Regions from separate parts of the Sus scrofa genome. Here region 1 is linked to region 2. A link is a contact called in public HiChIP or PLAC-seq data. All regions are on one chromosome and are shown on one strand. The core of a region is the stretch at or near the end of the contact, and the rest is flanking DNA. Distances in the headings are between cores, read along the strand shown. Region 1 holds the start of PARVB (beta-parvin). Region 2 overlaps PARVB (beta-parvin).

Evidence for each region. HiChIP or PLAC-seq counts read pairs in DNA pulled down with a chosen protein or histone mark.
Region 1: a contact with region 2 is called in an H3K27ac HiChIP or PLAC-seq map of skeletal muscle. The contact joins the promoter of PARVB here to the enhancer-like site in region 2. A contact is called at or near these places in 8 of 47 Hi-C or Micro-C datasets (blood, fetal liver, heart right ventricle and 3 more) and 2 of 2 datasets of contacts at active chromatin or transcription factors (alveolar macrophages and skeletal muscle).

Annotation. Positions count from the first base shown.
Region 1 is chr5:5,009,339-5,017,039 of Sscrofa11.1, forward strand. PARVB (beta-parvin) reads right to left here and starts at 6,156. Exons shown (of 14, transcript XM_021091402.1): 1 at 5,887-6,156. The coding sequence starts at 6,001. LOC110260615 (a long non-coding RNA gene) reads right to left here and starts at 589. Exons shown (of 2, transcript XR_002343855.1): 1 at 1-589.
Region 2 is chr5:4,971,547-4,979,207 of Sscrofa11.1, forward strand. The region is part of intron 1 of PARVB (beta-parvin); the gene reads right to left. Among named protein-coding and RNA genes, the nearest start is that of PARVB, 40 kb to the right of the region's middle. Within about 2 kb of position 4,390, at least 4 of the 83 cell types and tissues checked have an H3K27ac peak or open chromatin away from gene starts, as enhancers often do. A contact at or near this core is called in omental adipose tissue, retroperitoneal adipose tissue and skeletal muscle, where this site is marked.

The DNA of each region.
Region 1 (7,701 bases), core at 4,906-7,405, 40 kb after region 2:
TGGCTGCTGGGTAAGGTCGTGTTGGCTCAACTATAAAGTGAGGGGGAAAGTCCTGCCTTCCAGGTAACTTGTGGGCAGGTCCCACCTTGAGAGTTCCTGATGTGGCAACACGGGATCGGCGGGCATCTTGGAAGCGCTGGGACACAGGTTCAATCCCCGATCTGGCACAGTGGGTTAAGAATCTAGCATTGCCACAGCTGCGACTTCCGTCTATACTGTGGCTCAGATATGATCCCTGGCTCGGGAACTCCACATGCAGCAGAGTGGCCAAGAAAGGGAAAAAAAGTCCCACCTGCAGGGCTAAATGATGCAGCACCTCTGTCCAGTACTCTTATGATGGAGCAGTGTTGAGGGGGGATGGTGTTTGGGGTCGACACAGCCGATCACTTCGTGGGGGACAGGGGGACAGGGTGGACTGACGAGGGTCAGCCGTGCTGGCTCAGACGGAGATGCTCTCTGGAAGTCATTTAAATCCACCAAAGAGGAGTTCCTGTCGTGGTGCAGTGGAAACGAATCCGACTAGGAACCATGAGGTGGCGGGTTCGATTCCTGGCCTCAGTCAGTGGGTTAAGGATCTGGTTGCTGTGAGCTGTGGTGTAGGTCTCAGAAGTGGCTTGGATCTGGCGTTGCTGTGGCTGTGGTATAGGCCAACAGCTGCAGCTCCGATTCGACCCCCAGCCTGGGAACCTCTATATGCCACGGGAACGGCCCTAAAAAGACAAAGAGACAAAATAAATAAATAAATAAATAAATAAATCCACCAAAGAAAACAGAATACCTGTTTCGCAAGGGTGCAGCCCCCTGATGTCACTTTAGACCTAGTTCATGGGGTCTCAGACCACATCCTGCTCACTTACCACTATTTCTGCATCAAATGCTGGGGTCAAGAGACCCAGAAGACAAGCCACGGAGCAGGAGAAAGTGTCTGTGAAGGACATAGCCGACAAAGATTTGTGACCACAATACATCAAAAAGTCCTAAAATTTAAGTAGAAGAAATCAAACAACTCAATTGTTAAAAATGAGTTTCCTAGTGGCTCAGTGAGTTAAGGACCTGGCATTGTCACTGCCGTGGCGCAGGTTCAATCCCCAGCCCAGAAACCAAAAAAAAAAAAAGGGGGGCCAAAGATCTGAATGGACACCTCACCAAAAAAGATGTAGAGATGAAACATGACGCCAGAAAAGGCTCCACATCCTAGGTCACTAGGGAATGAGACCTTAAACTGCCCTAAAAACACATTTACAAAGAAAGGGAAGGAGGGAGGGAGGGAAAGAAGAGAAACAGCAATCACGAAACAGGAATTCCTCAAGGCTCGCTTTCCTCGGAAAAGTGGGAGGGACAGAACCTCCAGGCTTGGCTGTGGTGGGTTCAGTGCTGTGCAGCCTGGCACCTGTCACTGGTGTCTGGGCAGAGGGCAAAGGTCAAGGGGGGGTCCCTCTTGCGGCAAATGGGTGGAGTGGAAATCAAATCCATTCCACCCCTTCCGTCCAGGGTCCCCCAACCCAGAACTGGCCACCCGCCACTAAGGACTTTACGCAGTAGCTGGGGTGACCCTGGGGTGCCTCCCTCCCTCCCTCCCCTGCCCCCCCCCCCGCCGGCTGGACCTGCAGGCTGTCACCCATGGTCACCAGGGGGCCCTCGTGGGGAGTCTTCCTCTGCGCCTGCTCTGTCCAGCCCCAGTAACCGATGAGCTTTAGTGAGTGGCTCCTTCGGGAGCTCTGGGGCTTTCAAGTGTTCCTCTCCACTCCTGATGCCCACAGCTCGTCCCACTTCCGTTTTCTAAACCAGCCACCACATGACGCGACTCGGGTCCTTCCATGGCACATCAGCCTTCACCACGCTGTGAATTCATCCACCGGCACTTCCCCAGCAGCCCCTCCGAGGCCCAGAACGCATTTCCTGATATGACCTTCTCTGGAAGACGGCAGGACATCCCCCCACCTGTCCCTCCGCACTTGGTCACAGCCTCGAGCTCTGCCAACCTGGGCGGGCAGGGCCGAATGCTCGGGGCACCCGGGATCTCTGGCTTCTCGGCAGTGCCGTCCTCGGCCCAGCATCCTCCCCCTCCCCCCGCCACCTCCCTTACAGAGGCCGCACCTCCACCCACACTCCTGAATTCACCATCAACTCTCTAACAACAAGGAAATGAAACCCGCCCATGGCACAGCTGGCAGCGCCCAGGACACCTCGAAGCGCCGTCTTCCTGATCGGTCCCCGGCAGGCAAATGAGCGCCTTCCCACCGGGGCCCTGGGTCTGGGCCAGGACCTGCTCCAGCTGGGGATGCACCTGAGCAGCAGGGAGGGCAGGTTGCCAAGGAAACAGGCCCGCAGGAAGACTGGCAACCCTCAATCATTCAGAACCTCATTCTCCAGGCTTCGTACCTCGCTTCTGGGTTTTGGGGGGTTTTTTGGGTTTGTTTTGGGGGGGTTGCTTTCCAGGGCTTGAACCCGTGGCATATGGAAGGTCCCAGGCTAAGGGTAGAATCAGAGCTGCAGCCAGCCTACCCCACAGCCACAGCAACACGAGATCACAGGATCCAAGCCACATCTGCGACCTACACCACAGCTCACGGCAACACCGGATCCCTGACCCACTAAGCGAGGCCAGGGACCCAGTGAACCTGCGTCCTCACGGACACTAGTCAGATTTGTTTCCACTGCGTCACAGCGGGAACTCCAGTCTCCTGCTTCTGACTCCTTCCCCACTTCCCGCCAGACCAGACAGAAGCCACTGAGCCCTTCCCAGGCCAGTCCTCCCCCAATTCCTGCATCTGAGCCCAATTCCTGTTTGCATGGGGAACCCCTGAGGGTACCAGATACCCCAACCTTGAGACCCGAGGCAAGGGACCCAGCTAACTCACACTAAAGCAACGCCAGCTTCGCCACAGAAGCACCTCTCTCCTTCCGCTGTTTTCAGGCCTCTTTTATTCAGCACAGCACGTCTGAACTATTGCAATTCTTGGCAGAGTTAAATTAAGCCAGATTGGTTCTCCATTTTCTAGGTGCCGGCCAGTTCACAAAGGCAAGGACAAGGCCTTGGCTTGGGAACTTGGGGCCTGTCCATGACTCAGGCCTGTGCTTCTTCGTATTCCAAGAGTGTAAATGTCACCTATAAAAAGCTGTCACTGTCCAGAACATTCTGCTGACCTGCTGCTCTGGGAGGAATGGCTTTCCTTCTTGGCTCCTTTGGGTCTCAACCCAAACATCATCTGCCTGAGGCCTTGCGTGGGCATCCATCTGACCGCAGCACATATTGTTACGCGACGGTGGTCTGTTTATTTAGCTACGCCCCCTGACCCCTCGGTCCAGGAAAGCAAGAGCTTTGTTCACCTTTACTTCCTAGGGGCTCACAGCAGGCAACGCATGAACTAGGAAGGGAAGGACACTGATTTGGGTGAAGGTGACAGGACGGCAACCAAGGCAGGCGGAATGATCAAGGGACATGCGAAGGCCATTTATCGCCGCTTTCAGGAGGTGCGACTTGATGGAGATAAATAAGCCAGTTTGGATCCCAAATGCCAGGCCTCAGAGAGGAGTCGCCAGTGTGCTTGGACCCACTTGTCAACCACAAAAAACCGCACAACCTTAGAGTGAAGAATGACGTTTTACCTGGCAGACAAAACTAAGGACTGGAGCCCAGGTTGCAGCCCCTGGGGTAACTCTAAGGGGAGCTCAGAAGAGCCAGGGGAGGGGCCAGGCTCCATAGGCGTTTTTTGCAACACAGACCAGGTAGTCGGAACATTGAAAGACTACTGCTAATGAGGCGTTCCCCGTCGTGGCGCAGCAGAAACAAATCCAACTAGGAACCATGAGGTTGTGGGTTCGATCCCTGGCCTCGCTCAAGGGGTTAAGAATCCGGCGATGCCGTGAGCTGTGGTGTAGGTCACAGACGTGGCTCCGCTCTGGCGTTGATGTGGCTGTGGTGTAGGCTGGCAGCTGTAGCTCCAATTAGACCCCTAGCCTGGGAAACTCCATATGCTGCGGGTGTGGCCCTAAAAAAAAAAAAAAAAAAAAAAGGCAAAGATTACTGGTTTGTAATCTGGATGGAACCCACAACCTCATGTTTCCTAGTCGGATTCGTTAACCACTGAGCCCCGACGGGAAAGCCAAAAGATTACTGTTAATGAAAGAAAACCAGACATCTCAAGTTAAGGAATTCAGGGCTTTTCTAAGTACAGGAAGATGCAAAGGACTCACTGAAATCAGTCCTTTGATGTGCACCTCAGCTCTCAGGGACCAGAGTCCTGTGCTTTCACATCCTGAGTCCCCTCAGGGCTCACCGGGAGGGGTGGCAGTGGAGGCTAGAAGGCTGCAACATCCTTTGTTTACTGATATGCCGGGCCACATTTTTTCAAAGGCCCTGCCCTCTGGGAACCCAATCATCTAATTGGATAAAAGTGCTCCCGATGGGAAATGCAAGGGCACACACTCCCCTCACCTTCCCCCTTCCTCCTCCCCAACACACACGCGCGCGCGTGCACACACGCGCACACACACACACCCCTGGGTGGGAAATGCATGGGAGCACAGAATACATATCTCCAAGGGAGAAATGAGTTCAGGGACGTGTGTCTATGTGTCCCTGCAAGCATGTCCTTAGGTCACACGGTGGAGGGGGCTCATCCTGGAGGTCCAAGGGGACCTTCTAGAGCACAGGTCAAGCTGGGCTATGAGGAACTCTGCACACCCGTGACCGCTGACACACCTTCCCCATGTCCTGCCCGAGGCCAGCTCGCACCAGCCTTTTCAGAGCTGCCCCAGCACACCACGCACCCTCACCCGCAGGGCATCTGGCCCAGAGGACGAACCTCCGGGCCAGAACAAAGGGAAAATTCCGGAACGCGGCCCCGGGAGGGGCCCAGAGAACAGCGGTATTTCAAGATCCCAAACGAGAGTCCTCACACGTCTAAAAAAACTTTTAAAATGTAAGAGAAGGCAGGCAGATTTTTAGCAGTATTCTCGCAGGCACCTGGGGTCAGACATGGAGGGGCCTCTGTGGTCCGTGCCCCAGTCGGTGCCCACGGGCCTCGCAGCTCCGGCCTGCCCGCTCCGCACGAGTTCCTCCCTCCCCTCTCCGCCGCGGGGGCCGCAGCCGGACAGCACCCCGCATCACGGACACTGGCGGGGCCCGGCCTCTGCCCGCCCGGCAGCGCGTGCCCATTGAGGAGCGAGTGCCCTCAGGCAGGGCTGAACCAGCGGGCCCGCGGCGGTGCTGCCCGGCAGCGGGGCTTTGTACATGGCCCCTCGGGCCGCGGCGGGCCCGGGGCTGGCCTCGGCGCCCCGGGAGCTCGCCCCACATCTGCTCAACGTCCTGCCCTCAGCAGGAGCTGGCGCTGCGCCCCGAGATGACGCCGGGGCCCAAAGAGGCTCGACGAGCCGCCGGCGGAGGACAGGGCGGGGGGAGAGCCTGAGCTCCCGGTTCCCGCCGGCGTTTAAAGGTCTCGGGAGGAGGAAGGCGCGAGGCTCAAGGGCTGTCGCCAAGGTCACGGCTGCGCGCTGCGCGGGCCCGGCGGGGTAAGGATGCCGCGCGCGCGGAGCCCGAAGGGGAGCGGGCGCGTGGCCCCGGCGGCCACCCGAGCGAGACTCGGGGCCGCATGGTTCCGGCTGCTACTCGACCGGGTCCCGGCAGGGCTCAGGCCGCGTGGTCCGGCTGCTACTCAACCGGGTCCCGGCAGGGCTCGGACCGCGTGGTCCCGGCTGCTACTCAACCGGGTCCCGGCAAGGCTCGGACCGCGTGGCCCGCCTGCCCCTCGATCCGGTCCCGGTGGGACTCGGGGCGGCGTGCGCGCAAGCGCGAGCGCGCGGGGCCGAGCAGCCGCCCGCCCGGAGCCCGCGGGGCGGGGCGCGGCGCGTGCGCGGCGGGCGGCCGGCGGCCGGCGGACTCACCCTCCTTGGCCTTCTTCTTCCTCGCCAGCGTGCCGCCCAGCTTGCCCAGGAACGACTCGTCCTTCTTCATCCTGTGCGGCCGCGAGGCGGGCGAGCGCAGCGGTGCGGAGGACATGGGGTGCGCGGGGACCCCGGGGCCGGGCGCGGGCGCAGCGCGTGTGAGAGCAGCCCTGGTCGCCGCCTTGGCCGCCGCCGCCGCCTGCTCGGCCTGGGGAGTGGCCCGGAGGGCGCGGCCCCGGCGCCGGCCCCCGCCCCCGCCCGCCCCCGGCCCTGCGGCGCCCGCCGCCCGAGGTCTCGGCGCCCTCTCGGGCGCTGCGGTCACCACTTCCAGCCCGCCGGCTGCCCGCGAGCCCTCGGCCGTTCCCACGCTGCGCGTCACACTCATTCTCAAAGTGAAGTGGTGCTTCCGCGCTTAAGTGCCGCCGTTGGGACAGACCTAAGGCTTCCTCCGCCTTCTCCTCCTGTTCTGCACCTCTGAGCCCTGGGCTGGGCCGGCTCTGGTGCCGGTACCTGGGCTCCAGGGAACCGGGGGGCAGTCGGGGCCAGCACCTTTGCGCACCCGAAGTGGATCACATAACCCACAAATAAGTCATGTCACTTGCTGAACTTTTACCCACAACCGGGCTTGGGGCTAGAGGCACAATCCCGGCTCTGAAGAGGCTTTGCGTTCGGTGGACATTGCTGGCACATAGGAACCCTCGCGAACACCCTGTTCTGTGCTAGGGGAGGACAGGAATTTTCCCGAAGAGACCTGAAGAGCCAGGAAACATGTTGGCCTGGAATCAGGCCGAGGGAAGAGCAGGACCAGAGGGCACAGCGTGGGGCTCCAGGGACCGGAGAGAGAAGAGGACCAAGGCAGGTCCTGGCAGCGCTGGAAGCCGCGGAAGGGGTTTGAGATGGAGGTGACCTGGTGGACTTGGGTTCTACAAGGTTGACTCTGGACGATGTGTGACAGCGGGTGGGGAAGGGGGCCCAGAGAGACCGGTTCCGGTTCCCAGGCCCCAGTGATTTAGGAGGGACGTGAACAGGTTTCTGGAGACACTCACAGGTGGACGGAGCTCCAGACTTGATGGAGTGGAAAGAGTTAAGGCCATTTCCCCAGGACAGTGGGTGGGGTCCTTCCCCAGCAGATACCACTATCTGAGGCCGTCCACCCGGGGAGGAGCAGGGGAGTCTAGGTCTGTGTGTGTGGTTAAGGTTGGTTTTTCCCTCGCCCTCCGGGCTGGCTCCGAGCCCACAGCCCTCTGTAACTCCCCCAACAGCAAACATTTGTGTTGGCCCAGCAGGAGCCAGGCCCTGCCCTCCCGCAGTGGGTGCACTGACCCCGGGGGACAGAGCCTTGCCCTCCAGGAGCTCGTGATCCAGGAGGACACAGCCCCGCAGTGACGTGGGATGCAGTTAGGAATCCAGCGGGGAGGCAGGGGAGCAGGAGGAAGAGAGGGTTGGGAGATGCAGGGACATTCGTATTCTCTCGCGGGAGAGAAGTCTCAGCAGGCAGGACAGAAAGGGAGGCCTTGAGCAAAGACCTTGGCCCCGGGGAGGGTTGAGGTGAGGTGGCAGACGAGGATGCAGGCTGCCTGGTGTGAGTGAATGGGGGCGAGCCCGCACAAGGAGCCCTGAGCCACGTCTGCGACCTACACCACAGCTCCTGGCAACGCCAGATCCTCAACCCACGGAGCAGGCCAGGGATTGAACCTGCATCCACATGGATCCTAGTAGGTAGGGTTCGTTTCCACTAAGCCACAACGGGAACTCCGATCTTTTTTTTTTTTTTTTTAGTAATTTTTATTTTTTCCATCATAGCTGGTTTACAGT
Region 2 (7,661 bases), core at 3,140-5,639:
CACACAAGTGTGCTCGCCTGAGCAGAAGCCAATCAAAGCAAATTCAGAAAGCCTCAGTTATCTGCCAGCTTCGCATTTTGTGAAACAGCCTCACTAATTAACTATTCAGACGAGCAGGGGCCAGGACCCCCCAGGGCACCAATTCTCCAAGGATCCGACATTACAACATCCCACTCACTGCAAACCATGCTCGAAGATGCCGAATGTTCTGCTCAGGCATCACTACAAACATCTCAGGTCACTAAGCATCTCAGACAGGCACTAATGAGGCTGAACTGTAACAGAACTGCGCCACTACAGCAAACGCCAGGACGGCAGCTGGACGGGGCCAGCAACACGCTGGCCCCCACGCTGTCCTGAAAAGCACCACATCGGAAGTGCCTCCTGGAGTCAGCCAGCAGAGAGCCCGGGCCAGTGACAGTGACCCAGTGCAGGAAGCTCAGAGCCTGCAGGGGACTGGGAGGTGCTGTGTGAGTGGATCGGAGTGAAATTAAAAGGCATCCGCGTGCAGGAGGCGCTTAGCAGTAGCGTCGGTCACCCTGGGGACCCTGAGGGCCCCCATCCAGTAGCACACACTCCTGGAGCCCCGGGGCACAGGTCCCTTACCCCACCCCTCTGAGGAACAGCTGGACCGCACCCCTGAGGCCAGCCTCCCCCAACCCACAAATGGGCCATCCTGTTTTGCCAGTTCTCTCAGCTCCCTTAGCTCAAGTCCCTGGCGGTCACAGCATCCCAGCCACGTCCATCCTAACCTGATGACAAATGCTTCGATGTGGGTGCTCCGATCCCTCAATTTGGGGACCTCACCGCTGCCACATTCCTACCCATCAATCGTGCTGATTCTGAGCAGATAAAGTGACTTCAATCACAGCTCATGACAATCCGTCATTAGTTAATGATAAAGGAAAAAGATTCTAGAAGCAGCAGAGGGTGAAACCTCGGAGAAACTCCAAATTATCAGAGAGCCTCTTTGCCTACCCACGTGCATCTCTCACAAGTGTCCTATCTTAATAAATCTATTCCTTGTCCATCAAAAAAAGCATCAGAAAAGCCACTCTGTTTTCTACAGAATAATATCTGGTAGTCCCAATCGCCTACTTTATCCCTCCCACCTTCCTCTTTGATAACCATAAACCTGTTGTTTATATCTGCGAGTCTATTTCTGTTTTGTAAATAAGCTCGCTTGTATTATTTTTAGATTCCACATGTAAGCGACGTCATGTGATAGTTGTCTTTCTCAGACTTCCTCCACTTCGTATAATCATTTCCAGGTCCATCCACGTAGCTGTAAATGGTCTGAAGCTAACACAATATTGTAAATCGACTATGCGTCAATTTTTTTCTTAAAAAAGTCACACTGCCATCTGTGTTTGTCGGCCACAGTCGCAGCCCCTTGGAGCCGAGCTGTGAGATGGGTCCCCTCGACTTGGAGATGTAACGAAACCTCCCAGGACCAGCCTCTGTGTGAGGATAACACACAGAAAGAAATGTGCTTCGTAAGAGAAGACGGAAAAGGCAGTGGGAAAAACGAGCCTGGCAAAGCAAGTACCACTGGTCCCTGTTCCGCGAAACTCGTATTAATTAGTCAGATCAGTAATGTCTCATTGTATCCAGGGAAGCCCAAAGCGTGCTCTGCTGAGAAAATATGAAGATTAAATCATCCAGTCATTTTATGAAAAAGAACGGATTCTCTGTGCACCTGCCGCAGGAACGCTCCACTGGGAGGGAGCGGGAGACGAGCAGGTGGAAAACGCCGGAGCACGGCGCCCTCTAGCGGCCGGTCTCCACCGGCGGGCATGAGTGAGGCACCGCCTGCAAAGGTTTCTTCGGAGCAAGAGAGTTGGCTGCTGGGCAACGCGTGCACCTTCCAAAGGCAGGCGGGACTCGGCGGCACAGGGTGCGGGGGCAGGGGGCTTGAAGCCACCACCCCCACTGCCGGCGGCTCCACCAGGAATGGATGCAACACTCAAGGCAACAAGGGAGGAGGAGCTTCAGGACCCACTGGGGTCCCCTTTAGAGGAAGAGCCTCAAGGGAGCAGGGGGAGCCAAAGGCACGTGGAGATCCCCTGCCAGCCCGGACCAAGCCAGGGTCCCCACCGCCCCCTGTTCTGTCCCACTCCTTTCCGGTGTTGTCACGTTCGACGCACAGGTGCATCTGTGTAACTGGATGTGTGCCCACAGCACCGTGAAGGCACATGAAAGGCTTCCTCCCCAGCTCCCTGGGCAGGGTGCAGCCCAGAGGAAGCCCTCAGGGGCACGGGGCGAGTTCATGGCGAGTGCATGAATGAAGGAATGGACGGCTGCATACATGGATGTTTCCGATCCTAGCCTGGAACTCTAGGAGCTCCTTTTCGCCTCTCTGCGGGCCTCTGTGACAGGCTGAACGATGCCCCTCTTCCCTCAAAGACGCCCACAGCTCCATCCCTGGAGGCTGGGACCTCACAGAGCCAAAGGATCTTGTGATGGGGAAATGATGGGTGATGCAGGTGGGCCCCGTGGCATCTCAAAGGTCCATATTAAAGGGACACAGGTGGGTCACAGTGCAAGAAGTCAATCTGAACAGGCCACAGACTATACAGTTCCAACTCTGGGACATCCTGGAAAAGGCAAAATCATGCAGACAGTAGAAAGGCCGGTGGTCGCCGGGGGCTGGGGGAGGGAGGGATGAAGAGGGGGGACAGAGAGTGTTTAGGGGAGCGAAATTCCCCTGGGTGACAGAGCAATGGCAGCTGCAAGTCATTGTACTTTTGCTCAAATCCATAGAAAGTCCAGCACTAAAGGCGATTACGAAATTTGGGTGACAATGATGCGTCCGTGGAGGGCCACCTTTTGTAACCACTGTACCACCTGGTGAGGGGTATGGGTAATGGGGGAGGCTGGGGGGGGGGTCTATAAGGGAAATCCCTGTACCCTCTGCTCAATATTGCTGTGAACCTAAAACTGCTCTAAAACAATAAAGTCTACTTTTTTAAGAGCAGCGGAGGGCCCCCTCAGGGTCACAGGGGTGCGTGTGTGTGTGTCCTGGGCACCCCTGTACCCAGGGCCCCAGGGGAAAGGTCAGCGGTTGCCTAGGGTCCTTCTTTTCCGTGATCTCCTACTCGGGTGGTGGGCGGTGAGGAGGGGGTCAGTGGGGGGCGGGGGCGGTCCTAAGGACACTGAGTGTGGAGGCCACCTCCTTCCAGCTCCGTGGTTCGCAGCCAGGGATGTGCAGCAGCATCTGGGGATACTCCAGGCTGCCACCCCTGGATGCAGGAGGTGCTACTGGCATCTAGTGTGCAGAGGCTGGGGATGCCTGACCTGCCGTGCCCGGGACACACACACACACACACACCTGCTGGAGAATCATCGGGTGCAAAATGTGCGGCGCATGGAGGTAGTGACACCCCGCTGGATCCTCCTGAGGAGCCCCAGAGGCCGGACGGGTGAGGGTGCCCACGATGGCACAGCCGTGCCGTATCCACAGCCCGCCCAGCACCTTGCCCCCACCTTCGCTCAGGTCAGAATTCCGCGGGGCCACGGCCGTGTGCTCCCTGCCTCACAGGATCGTGGTCATGTGGCTGAAACCCCATCCCGTGTTTTGCTGCCCTAAGCATCCCCTGGCTTGTGCCCTGCCTCCACACCCTTCAGGGAAAGGGCTCCTTCCTGCCTGCTGCCACCCAGCCCCCACCTCCAGCCCCCAGGGTGGGTCTCCTTGGCACAGGGGGCAGCCTGGATGCGTCTGTCCCTCCACTTTCTGGCCCAGGGTGGACATGAGGTGGGGGCCCGAGGGCGCTGCAGCCGTGTCCCTCCACCTTCGATACCTGCTGCGTGCCCCCCACTCGCAGGCCCGGATCGCCCACACACCCTCGCCAGTCCAGCCGGGGCTGCGGCTGGGAGGCATGGGCACCAGGTGGTGAGTGACGCTGCTCCATCCCAGGGCCAAGGGGGCCTCGCTGTTCCACCCTGGTCCTCACTCCCTGGGGCTGTGGGCAGATCGGCCGCTCCCCCGAGGCCCTGGCCTCCTGCCTCTGGTTGCCCTGGCAACCGGGCACCCTCCCTCCCTGAAGAAGCCACTGTCTCCAGCAGAGTGAGAGCTCTGGACACTGGTGACAGCTGCGGGCCAGGCAGGGACGGCCAGACCAGCCAAGTGTGAGCCACCTTCTGAGCGGCCTGGACAGCTGCTGCCCTGAGGCTGCCCTGACCTGAGCCCAGGGTCACAGCGCTAAGGGACCTTCCTCTGTGCGCCTTGCCCCCCCAGGCCAGCAGAAGGACCATGGTGCTCAAAACCTCAGGGCTTGTTCGGACGTGGGCAGGCTTCCTTTGGTCCTTCTGACTTTAGCCCCGTCCCATGTAGATGACCGGCCAGCCTCTTCTCATGCGTCCACCCCAAAGTCCCCTGGCTGACTGGCACCACATCCCGCTTCATTCTCGCCCTGAAGTCATCACACGGTTATTCGTTTGTTGTGATAAATTGTCCCCCTCTTGAACAGACAGCCCAAGTACAGAGTTCTTTGCATCCTCAAAGCCCAGCTCAAGGTCCGGCACATAGTAGGGCCTCAATTGATGTTCTCTGAATTCCGAGTCAAATAAGTATCCTATCCTCCCCCCTCTCCCTCGGGGTTGCGGACTCGTGAGAGAACATGTGAAATGCTAAGCACAGGGCCCAGCAGGAGAGGCCTTCAGCAGACGCTCAGCAAGTACAATGCCAAGGTTTTGAGGACCTACTGTGTGCGGGCCAGTCACCAGCACAGCTAGAGGGGAAGGAGGTGAGTCCTGGACCCACAGCCTGCTGCTTCCACCTGCTTCCTCCCTTTGGGAGGGATGTTCCTTCCCTTTCCGGCCACTTCGGTATCTCTGACAAGCAAAGCATGTTTCTGGTCAAGCGGACCCCAAGTTTAAAGGCATGTCTCACTTCCCCAGCTGCCCAGAAACTTCTGTTTGAAGAAAACAATGAGAGGGACACACTTCATCTCTTAGTTCCCTTTATTTGTCCCTGGAGTCCAAGAGGTTAGAGGGGCAGGGGCTGGGGAGAGTAGGTGTGGCCGTATTCATTCACTTTTAAATGTAAATTCCCTTCACTTAAGAAAAGAAGTCTGGGAGTTCCCTGGTGGCTCAGCAGGTTAAAGACCTGGCATTGTCAGTGCTGTGGCTCAGATCGCTGCTGTGGCAAGGGTTCGATCCCTGGCCCAGGAATTTCCACATGCCTCGGGTACAGCCAAAATAAAATAAAATAAAGAGACTGGGTTTTTTTGTTTGGTTTTTTTTTTTTTTTTTTTGCTTTTTAGGGCTGTGCCTGCAGCATATGGAAGTTCCTGGGCCAGGGACTGAATTGGAGCTACAGCTGCAGGTCTACACCATAGCTCACAGCAATGCTGGATCCTTAACCCACTGAGCAGGGCCAGGGATCAAATCTGCAACCTCATGGATACTAGTTGGATTCATTTCTACTCAGCCACCACGGGAACTCCTGAGGTTTGGTTTTTTACACACATCTTGCAGCGTGACCACGCTGGGATGTGGCCCCGTTTGCACCTGCTCACTCTCTCATCCAACAACCACTTAGTGGGCCTCCTCTACTGTCAGGCCTGGCGCCAGGCGGGCCGCGCAAGCACTCAGACACAGGCCCTGCCCTGAGGGGCCCCAGTGCCCAGGGGGAAAATGATGGAAGTACGTGTGGATGCTGGGAGCCCTGGAATGAGTGGCAGTCCAGGCAGGCTTCCTGGAGGAGGCAACCTTGGAGCTGCGTCTTAGAGGAGCCTGGCCTACAGGGTGGACGGAAAGGATGCCAATCTCCATCCCCACACTCCCAGTGGGTGGCGGAGGCATGTCCTCAGGCCCTGCGGTGGCCGGCAGCAGGAGGCTGGCTAAGAAGCCGGGAAGAGTGGGTGTTTCTGCGGTCCCCATTCGGCCAGCTATCAACTCTCATTCTTGAGTTCCCTTCTCTTGCACCGTTCCACGCCCAGCTTGAAATCCCCCCCGCCCAGAAAGGCCTGTAGGGTGGGGATGCTGCTATGGGCTGCACCACAGAGGAAGGAAGCCTGCCCAGCCCACACCCTTAGACATGAGCTCACGCAGGCTCTCGGGGACACAGCGGGGGCAGGGCCGCTACCAAGGAACAGAGGCCTGGCGCTCAGAGGACTTGGCCAAGGAGGCAGCTAGACGCTGGCATTCAGAGTTCTTGACGTGGCTCCATGGTAACAAACCCAACTAGGATCCATCAGGACACGGGTTCGCTCCCTGGCCTCCCTCAGTGGGTTAAGGATCCGGCGTTGCCATGGCATGGGTTGCAAATGTGGCTCGGACACCGTGTTGCAGGGCGGCAGCTGCATCTCTGATTGGGGAAATAAATAAATGGTGGCCTTCCTACTGGCACCAGTCTATCCAGCTACAAAGTCCCCTCCCCAAAGGCACAGACGTGGGGAAAGCAGAGACACATCCTAGAAGGTTCTTTCAGTGTAGACCCTGCAGGCAGGGACCTGGAGGGAGGAGGGAGAGTGGACAAAGGGGCTGTGGGCAGTCGATACAGAAGAGGCAGCAGCTGCCCTCCCGGGTCCTGCTCTGGGCAGGTGGGGACGGCACAAGGCCCTCAGAGCAGAGAGTGAGCCATCTCGGTCATCACCAGGTGGGGACCGTAGAGTTGGGGTCCCACAGCAAGTAAGACACGGAGCTGGGATGGATCCTGCCTTGCCCCTAAGTGAGCAGCCAGAACAAACACACAGTCGCTGACTTGAGCCCAAACAGAACTCCTGTGTCCTCGGTGGCAGCAGACATCAGCCAGGAAGGAGGGGACAAAACACCAGTGATGGGAGCTATTCCAGAAAAGACGAGACCTCGGGTGCAACGGCCTCTGATACCAGGCTCCGGGGGTGGGGGGAGGCAGCCACAGAGCCACGATGGAGGGGGCCTCTCAATTCGGTTCCCAGCTTTTGGAACCTGGGGATCCTTTTCCTAACAGAAAACTGAACACACCTCCCTCCAGCATCAGCAGTGCTACTTTTTGGACAAAGGAAACACATTCAGCACAGCTTTTAGATGAGAATTTTTTTTAATTAAAAAAAAAATTTTAGGGCTGCATCTGCGGCATATGGAAGTTCCCAGGCTAGGGGTTGAATTGGAGCTGTAGCTGACAGTCTACACCACAGCCACAGGCTACACCACAGGCACACAGGATCTGAGACGCCTCTGTGACCTACACTGAAGCTTGTGGCAACGCCAGATCCTTAACCTACTGAGCGAGGCCAGGGATCGAACCCAAATCCTCACAGACACTATGTCAGATTCTTAACCCACAGAGCCACAAAGGGAACTCCTAGATTCATTTTTTGAAGCCCAACAGAACCTAGAAAAACTGGCAAACAGCAGTAGGTATATGACCAAGATACCTATCGATCTGGCCCCCATCACTATTTCCCCGAGTTCCAGAGACATGGCTGGTCTTTGTCTGCAGGCCTTCTCAGAGCCTTGACTGCGTTCATGTACCTTGTGATTCTCCCAGGGGAGGGTAGAGAACTCCGTAATCCACCCTCTTGGTGAGAAAGAGCAAGAGGAACAAAGCCCATCCCAGCCTCGGGAGAGTGGGCAGGGTCTGGCCTCCATCACCGCCCATCGCCCGTGGTTCCCAGACTTTCTGCCTTTTGTCGCGGAGTCTATAGTCCTTGGGAACCTGCTTCGGCGTGAACCTG